3 separate regions of the Sus scrofa genome follow, and all the other regions are linked to region 2. The links are chromatin contacts, called in public HiChIP or PLAC-seq and promoter capture Hi-C maps. All regions are on one chromosome and are shown on one strand. The core of a region is the stretch at or near the end of the contact, and the rest is flanking DNA. Distances in the headings are between cores, read along the strand shown.

Region 1 (2,700 bases), core at 99-2,598, 830 kb before region 2:
GCCGGCAGCTTCAGTTCTGATTCGACCCCTAGCTTGGGAACGTCCATAGGCCACGGGTGTGGCCCTAAAAAGAAAAAAAAAATTAAAATTTTGACTTTAGAATATTTCAAAGGAAAAGAATCGGTTTTAGAAGCAAATAATACCCCTTCCCACCTTTTTTTCCATTGTATTAATGTGAGTCTGTTGGAATTTCCTGTTTGATGAAGTTACTGTATGGTCCACCATGTGGGTATAGCAAGAACATTTCTTCTACCCATGCAATGGACTGAATATTTGTATCCCCACAAAATTCATATGTTGAAACCCAAAAAGACCCCCAATGTGAAATTTTCTGGAGGTGGGATATTTGAAAAGGTAATTAGGTTTAGATGAGGTCTTGAGGGTGAAGATCCCATGATGGGATTAGTGTCCTCCGAGGAAGGGAAGAGACCAGAGCTTGCACATGCTCTCTCTTCCCACCCTATGGAGATGCAGTGAGAAGGCAGCCACCTGCAAAGCCAGAAGAGGGCCCTCACTAAGAACCAAAGCTGTCAGCACCTTGATCTCGGACTTCCCAGCCTCCAGAACTGTGAAATGTCTGTTGTTTAAGCCACCAGGTCCATGGTATTTCATTATAGCTTCCTGAGCTTAGACACGCCTGAAGTCCATAGTTTACATTAAGGCTCACTCTTGGTGGTGTACATTTAATGGGTTTAGACAATTGTATAGTGATATGTATCCACCTTTATAGCATCATACGTAATATTTTCACTGCCCTCAAAATCCTGCTTTGCTCTGCCTGGTCCTTTCTCCCTCTGACCTCACCCTTGGCAACCATGGATATTTTACTGTCTTCATAGTTTGCCTTTTCCATGTTATATAATTAGAATTATATCATATGTGCCCTTTTCAGATTGGCTTATTTCACTGGTAATATGCATTTAAGTTCCCTACATGTCTTTTCATGGCTTCAAAAGATGCCTTATTTCTTTTCAACACTGAATAATATTCTATTGTCTGAATGTACTACAGTAATTTTTTATAATTTTCTACATAATCATGCCATCTATGAACAAAGGCACTTGATTTCTTCCTTCCCAACCTTTTCCCCCTTTTTGTCTTACTGCATAAGCGAAGACATCCAGTAGGCTGTTGAAAGGTAGTGGTGGGAGGGGATGTCCTTTCCTTATTCCTCTAGTTTCTCATCATTAAGAATAGTAGTAATTGTACATTTTTTGTAGATGTTCCTTACGAAGTTAAGGAAGTTCCTCTATATTCCTAGTTTGCCAAGAGGTTTGTTTTTTAATCATGAATAGGTGTTGGATGTTATTAAATGCTTTTTCTTTCTTTGTCTTTTTTTTTAAGGGCTGCACCTGTGGCATATGGAAGTTCCCAGGCCAGGGGTTGAATCAAAGCTGCAGCTGCTGGTCTACTGCCACAACCACAGCAGTGCAGGATCTGAGCCACATCTGTGACCTATACCGTAGCTCATGGCAATGCCAGATCCTTAACTCACTGAGCAGGGCCAGGGAGGAAACCCATGTCTTCATGGATACTAGTCAGGTTCATTACTGCTGAGCCACATCAGGAACTCTTAAAAGCATTAATAGATGCTTTTTCTGCATCTGTTAATATGATCATGTGATTTTTCTTCTTTAGCTTGTTGATATGATGGATTACACTGGTTGATTTTTGAACACTAAATCAGCCTTGCATACCTGGAATGAGTCCCATTTGGTTATAGTGTTTCTTTTTTAATTTTTTTGATTTGATAATACTTTGAAGATTTTGCATCTATGTTCATAAGAAATATTGGTCTGTTGTTTTCTTGTGATATATCTGTCTGGTTTGGGGATTAGAGTAATATTGGCCTCAGAATGAGTAAGAAGTATTCTCTTTGCTTGTGTCTTCTAAAAGAGATTGTAGAAAACTGGTATGGTTTCTTCCTTAAATGTTTGTTAGAATTTTACCAGTGGACTCATCTGGGCTTCCTGCTTTGTTTTAGAAGGTTATTATTGATTCAATTTCTTTAATAGATATGGGCTTATTCAGGTTATCTATTTTTTTCTTAGGAATTTTGGCAGATTGTGTCTTTGAGGGAATCAGACCATTGCATCTAGTTTATCAAATATGCAGGCACAGAGTTCTTCATAATATTTATAATACTTTTAATGTCCATGATATATGTAGTGATGTTCTGTTTCATTTCTGATATCAGTAATTTGTGTCTTTTCTTCTTAGCCTGGCTAGAGGTTTATTGATTTCACTATTTGAAGAACCAGCTTTTGGTTTTATCAGTTTTTCTCTGTTGATTTCCTGCTTTCAGTTTCATTGGTTTCTTTCTTTTCATCATCTCATTATTTTTTTCCTTCCGCTTATTTTGGATTTAATTCGCTCCTCTTTTTCTTATTTCCTAAGATGGAAACTTAGATGGTTGATTTTAGATCTTTCTTTTTTTTCTAACATAGGCACGCAATGCTATAAATTTCTAAGTACTGCTTTTACCCACCCTACAAATTTTGATAAGTTGTAAAGACACAGGCAGTGCTAAGGAAGAAATTTCAGGCTTAGAAAATTTTAGCGAGGAAGGCCATTTGTTGTACCAAGTGTTCCTTCTACATAGCAGTCCCAGCGTTATGATGAGCAAGGGAGAGGAAAATAAAGCACACTCCTCTCACCAAACACATCCACGTACAGATGCACCATTAGATCAGAGATTTA
Region 2 (2,700 bases), core at 138-2,637:
CAAGGTTAGGAGCCTCCCAGAAGAAAACTTACACAAAGGGCTCAGCCTGTAGAATGAGCACCAACAAATTAGCTCCTTACCTCACAGATGTTCTGAACACACGAAAATTAAAAATTCAATAGATTCAGCTGGAAAATTAGAATCAAATACTTAAAGTGAAGAGAAGAAAAGTGCCAGGGTAGGGTGGGAGAAAAATGCATTCTATTAGAGTTAAAAAAAAAAAAAGTTTTTGGTAACTTCCTGTAAAATATGAAATTATTTTGAGTACTTTGCCTTTTTGATTCTCGGCGGCGGGGGAGCTGGTATTTGAAGCAATTCTCACGAACACAGCCAAATACATATTTTGGCTCCTCTTCGCTAAGATCTACGATTGATGAGGCTTTAGGTAGCGGCTACAATAGCAATGATCACCTTTCATCTCCTTAAGTCTGCACCCAACAGCTGGGCTAAGGAATTCTACCCGAGAGTTCGCCCAATTTGCAGAACGGGCTAGTGACATCCGCAATGTTTGCAAACATACAGCAAATCTCGACGTAACTAGAAGAAAAAGTGTGCCCCAGTCTAATCACTTTAATTCCTATAAGCCCAGGGGATAAGCAATTTAAGTGTTTCCCAAAGAGCCTCTTTCTTCCAGTTAATCAAAACCAACAACACTGACGAAAGTAGACAGAGAAGTCTGTGGTTATTTGGGGGGGAGGGGGTCGGAGGTGGACGAATATAAGTTTCTTACTCTTCATCAGCTTTCATACAACCAACACCACTTTAAGCACAAGAAAATTTTAAAAACGAGTATTTCACAGATACCAAGGAGGAAAAGAAGCCGCGGAGAGAGGCGGCAGGCACTCTGCCCGGGTCCCCGTGGGCACCCCGGCCAGGTGTGGGCGCGCCCCGCCCGACACTCACTCCGCAGCAGAGGCGACGTCTCCTTCTTCACGTACTTCCCCTGCACCTCGGCCGGCTTGGACACTTCATTTTTGGTTTTCTTTCGGGACAGCATCCTTGTCCACAAGGCCTCAGGCCACGCCAAGAAGCCTCCCTAAGGCTCCGCGCCCGGCGCCGGGATTCCCCGCCGCCACCTCCGTCGGCGCCGCCGCCTCCTTCCCTCCGGAGCAGCCGCCGTCGCCTCCGCCTCCTCCTCCTCCTCCTCCTCCTCTCTGCAGCCCCGGGTCGCCCACAGGTACTGCCGCATGTTCGGGGCGCTACGCGCGCCGACCGCCGCTCAGTCGCTTCTCAGTTCCTTCCCGGAAGTCTGCCCGCTCCCCGACGCTGCCCGAGTACTCCGAGAGGAGAGGCCAGGGACGCCCGGCCAGGGCCATGGTCCGCCGCGGGCCGCCTAGTAACCGCTACGGCTGCTGCCGCCGCCGCCGCCGCCGCCGCCTACGTCCTGTAAACTTTCCCCGCGGCCGCTGGGAATTCTGGGAAACTCGACGCGGCGCGAGCGCCGCTGCCCTACCCCCACTCCAGCTCCTGGGAGCGGTGGCGCTACAGAACCGCTGGCCGAACTCTCCGCTAGCGGGCCGGCCCTGTAGCTGCAGCCACCTTCACTTCCCCCTCGGCGAGAAGCGGGTACCTCGGGCACTAGAGGTCTGAGGACAAAGCCTGCCAGACTGAGCGCCGGAGGCCGTGGCGCGCTCCTGCAACGGAGCCCCTTTTTACCCACAGATTTTTCTTCCCGGACCCTGAGGGAGCGGGTGGCGCGGGACAGCCGCATTCCTGTCCTCCTCCACGGCAGAGGACGCCCCTCTTAGAGTTTTTTGGGCTGGTGAATTCAGGTCCGTGTTCACACAGAACGCCAGTAGAGTTGAAGGGACACCACCCTTAGCTTAGCGCCGCACCAAAAAATAATCTAGATCCCTGATTTTGCGAAAGCATTAGGCCGTCCAACACTAATTAAACAGATATGAATCTGTCTCCTGAGTGCCAGGGAGTGCATCTTTCTGATGAGAAAACGGAGGAAAAAGCCAAATGTGATTTCTACTGTTTCCTATTTAAGACAATTTTGATGTTAGCATAATTTAATTATGACTGTCCTTACTTCCTAGCCACATTATTTCTTCTTAGAGTTGTCATGGAAATAACAATTATTCTACAATACGAGTAGAGAATAGTTTTCTTTGAGCCAAACTGAGAACTATAAACCCAGAAGACAGCTTCTCAGATAACTCTGGGAAGGTGCTCCAGAGAAAATGATTTTCTTAGTTTTGTAGCTTGATGTAATGAAGAACATTAAACCAGTCAGGAATATATTCCTTCAAGGTTTCAAAAAAAAAAAAAAAAATCAGCTAGGAACACAGGAGTCAGTATGGCCTTGGCACTTGGGAAGTGAGGCTTACCATTGAAGGTATACCAACACTGGCAGTTCCCAGAAAGTTACTTTTTTTTTTCTCTAAATGTTGTAGTTGTTGCTGTTCCCTTGTTCTTGCCCAAGTGTTGCTGAGTTGCCTGATTGATGTCGTTTGGTTGAGCCTCTGAAACGTACATGGCCAGATTTATGTCCTGCTCTGTAGCTCAAAAACAAGCCGTAACCCTTCAGCATCATTGGTGTCTAGCGTTGGACGCTTGGTTGGAGGCTTTGCAAGTGTTGCATCTATCTCATATTCAGAAATCCTGGACAGTTGTTCCTTTGTTGATTTATAATCACTGAAAGTGAATCAGCTTTTTGTTTCCTTGTGTTAACTTTACAACGATTAGGAAAATTTA
Region 3 (2,700 bases), core at 124-2,623, 750 kb before region 2:
GTTGCATTTGTTCTGGAGGCTTTGGGGGCCAGTCTGTTTCCTTGCCTTTTCCAGCTTTCAGAGGCTGTCTGCATTCCTTGGCTGGTGACTCTGAATGATGCCAATCTCTGCTTCCAGGCCACATCTTCTCTGACTCTGACCCTCTTGCCTTCCTCTTAGAAGAATCCTTGTAATTACATTCTGCATCAAATTCAGGGATCTATTTAGTGAAAAACAAATGAGACATGTCAAAAGTATTTTGCTTCCAATTTCTTTTTTATGAAATGGGATAAAGATTTAAAAAGCAAAAAAGCATCTCCGTATAGTAATATTTAATGAAAATGCATTCATTTGGAGGTGACTTTTAAATTCTTAAAAAGTTGTCCTGAATAATTGGAATAAGACTTATTCCACATAGCTGCAGAGTGCAGACCCAGAAGCAAAAGGCAGCAGAATTCTGTTCAACTCAAGAAGGGCTTTTCCTGATAGTTATGTTTGTTCAAGTGAAATGAATCACTTAAAGAAAATTAAGTACAATTAGCTTTATGAAAAGCTTGCTACACTGTCCCCTCTCCTCTTCATTTTAGAAGGTGTGAAAAATCTGTGTTTAGTCTTTAAATTCCCTATAGATTATCGGATTTATATTAAGACTGATGTGAAAACTTGATCAGTTCATTTCCACTGCCCCTAAAATGCCTCAATTTAAAAGGGAACACTCTAAGATAGTTCTTTTATAAGATAAAATTACGATCACAGACTACCAAAAACTTCTGACAACTGGAAAGATTCTCTTCTTTCATACTTATTCCCTTCTTTCTTTTAAAAAACAGCAAAGATGCAATACTTGCTCTACGAAGCTCAGTGGATGGCACTGAGATGTTGGGACGCAGCCCCACCGAGGGCCTTTCAATTCCTTCTCTAAGGTTAGCTTCTGGCAGTCTGAGAATTAAGGGGAGAGACAGGGTGATAGGATTAGGCCACACTGCAGATCCCCTCAGCTATCACAGGGACGTCCGGGCTTTTCTTAGGTTGCTTTTTCCCTTACAAGGGGGGAGTATACGGGTTCCCCGGCATGGGGGTAGGGGAGCCAGCCCTATCTGTAAACCGGCAGAGTAAAGTATACGATGAAAGCCAGATTTTCCACCTGCAACATTTAAAAGTAAAAAGAACAGGACAGTGGTGAATGAAGGTATCCCCGTGGCGGGAGGTGGACAGGGAAGGCCGAGTCAGGCAAGCGAAGCTGCGGTAGCAATAGTCGCAAACTGGACCCCTGCGGGAAGAACTTTGGAATCGGGACTCGGAGGTGCCTTTTTTGCGATGGTACCGGACAGCCATTTTCTCCAACAGGTCGTGCGAAAACGAGCATCCCCTGCTGGCTCTGAGGGTGATAACAGCTTTCCGCAGAGGCATTTTGACCATGTTCCGGCAGGGGTCAGCGATGAGGCGGCTACAATTCCTCGAGTATCCTAAGTTACCTGGTGAATTTTTAACTGTAAAGGCGACATAAAATAGGAGAGAAACGTAAAATAGTGAGATGATAGAGCCAGTAATGAACACCAGTTACAGTTCGTCTATTGAACGCATTAGTGAACTGATGAATAGGTAAAACGTATAAAAATGTAAAATGTTTGGAAAAAGGCAAACAAAGATTGTTTATGAGAATATAGGACTTTAGAAATCCAAAAGTTTCCAAAAGAGACGGGGTCTCGCTATGTTGCCCAGGCTGGAGTACAGTGGCTATTCACAGGCGCGATCCCACTACTGATCAGCACGGGAGTTTTGACCTGCTCCGTTTCCGACCTGGGCCGGTTCACCCCTCCTTAGGCAACCTGGTGGTCCCCCGCTCCCGGAGGGTCACCATATTGATGCCGAACTTAGTGCGGACACCCGATCGGCATAGCGCACTGCAGCCCAGAACTCCTGGGCTCAAGCGATCCTCCAGCCTCAGCCTCCCGAGTAGCTGGGACTACAGGCGCGCGCCACCGCGCCCGGCGATGAAAATCACTGCAGCAGAGATACTAGAGTTGAGGCTTAGTGACGTCACCGGGGGTGGGACGAGGCAGAGCCAGTCCAGGGACTAAGACACGCCGGCGGAAGGCGCCCCGGAGGCAGGGGCCATATGATGTCATTGGGGCGTGGCTTTCGTCCCGCCTTGTTGGGCCAGTCTTGCTGGCTTGGAGTAAGCTGCTTTCCCATTTCTGGCCTTAGATCCTGGTATTTGGCTCGGAACATTGTATTAAGAAAAAACGGTCTGCTTCTGCTTAGTGCTCGTACGGTGTTTTATCCGGGCACGCAGCGAGCACAAAAGGAAACGCAATACCCTACTCCTTCAGCATTGCCTTTCTTCAGCAGGCCTTAAATACCAGCTGCGTGTTTGGGGGGACATTATTAACGCGGGAACTGAATCATCTGTCCCTAAATCTTACACTGTCCACAGAAAGCATTTAGGAGGGGCCTTCGCTGTGCGAAGGAGTATAACCCTTAGTAGCGGAGGTTGAGTGTCCACAAAAGTGCTGGCGGTCAGCTCACTTTTCACTGTTGGAGCGAAGGCAGCGTGGGCTAACAATCGGCTTTTGACCGCGTGTGTTATTATTGCCCGTTATTGTTGGGGAAAAAAAATTGAGAATGTGGGTAGCCTGGTGCAAGATTTAGGATTTGGCAGCCTGAGGTTTTTTTGGAACAAGAATCGGTTCGGAAGGCATACAGGGGAAGAAGGAAAAA

Evidence for each region. Promoter capture Hi-C pulls out the DNA fragments that hold promoters and counts their contacts. HiChIP or PLAC-seq counts read pairs in DNA pulled down with a chosen protein or histone mark.
Region 1: a contact with region 2 is called in an H3K27ac HiChIP or PLAC-seq map of alveolar macrophages. The contact joins the promoter of KLHDC2 here to the promoter of SAV1 in region 2. A contact is called at or near these places in 1 of 47 Hi-C or Micro-C datasets (heart right ventricle) and 1 of 2 datasets of contacts at active chromatin or transcription factors (alveolar macrophages).
Region 3: a contact with region 2 is called in a promoter capture Hi-C map of fetal liver, with 4 times the contacts expected there. The contact joins the enhancer-like site here to the promoter of SAV1 in region 2. A contact is called at or near these places in 2 of 5 promoter capture datasets (fetal liver and liver), 5 of 47 Hi-C or Micro-C datasets (embryonic fibroblasts, fibroblasts, heart right ventricle and 2 more) and 1 of 2 datasets of contacts at active chromatin or transcription factors (skeletal muscle).

Annotation. Positions count from the first base shown.
Region 1 is chr1:179,607,678-179,610,377 of Sscrofa11.1, forward strand. KLHDC2 (kelch domain-containing protein 2) reads left to right here and starts at 1,349. Exons shown (of 13, transcript XM_001925208.7): 1 at 1,349-2,700.
Region 2 is chr1:180,433,071-180,435,770 of Sscrofa11.1, forward strand. SAV1 (protein salvador homolog 1) reads right to left here and starts at 1,388. Exons shown (of 5, transcript XM_001927720.7): 1 at 904-1,388. The coding sequence starts at 997.
Region 3 is chr1:179,684,723-179,687,422 of Sscrofa11.1, forward strand. No RefSeq gene overlaps it. Among named protein-coding and RNA genes, the nearest start is that of NEMF, 15 kb to the left of the region's middle. Within about 2 kb of position 1,374, at least 54 of the 83 cell types and tissues checked have an H3K27ac peak or open chromatin away from gene starts, as enhancers often do. A contact at or near this core is called in embryonic fibroblasts, fetal liver, liver and 1 more, where this site is marked.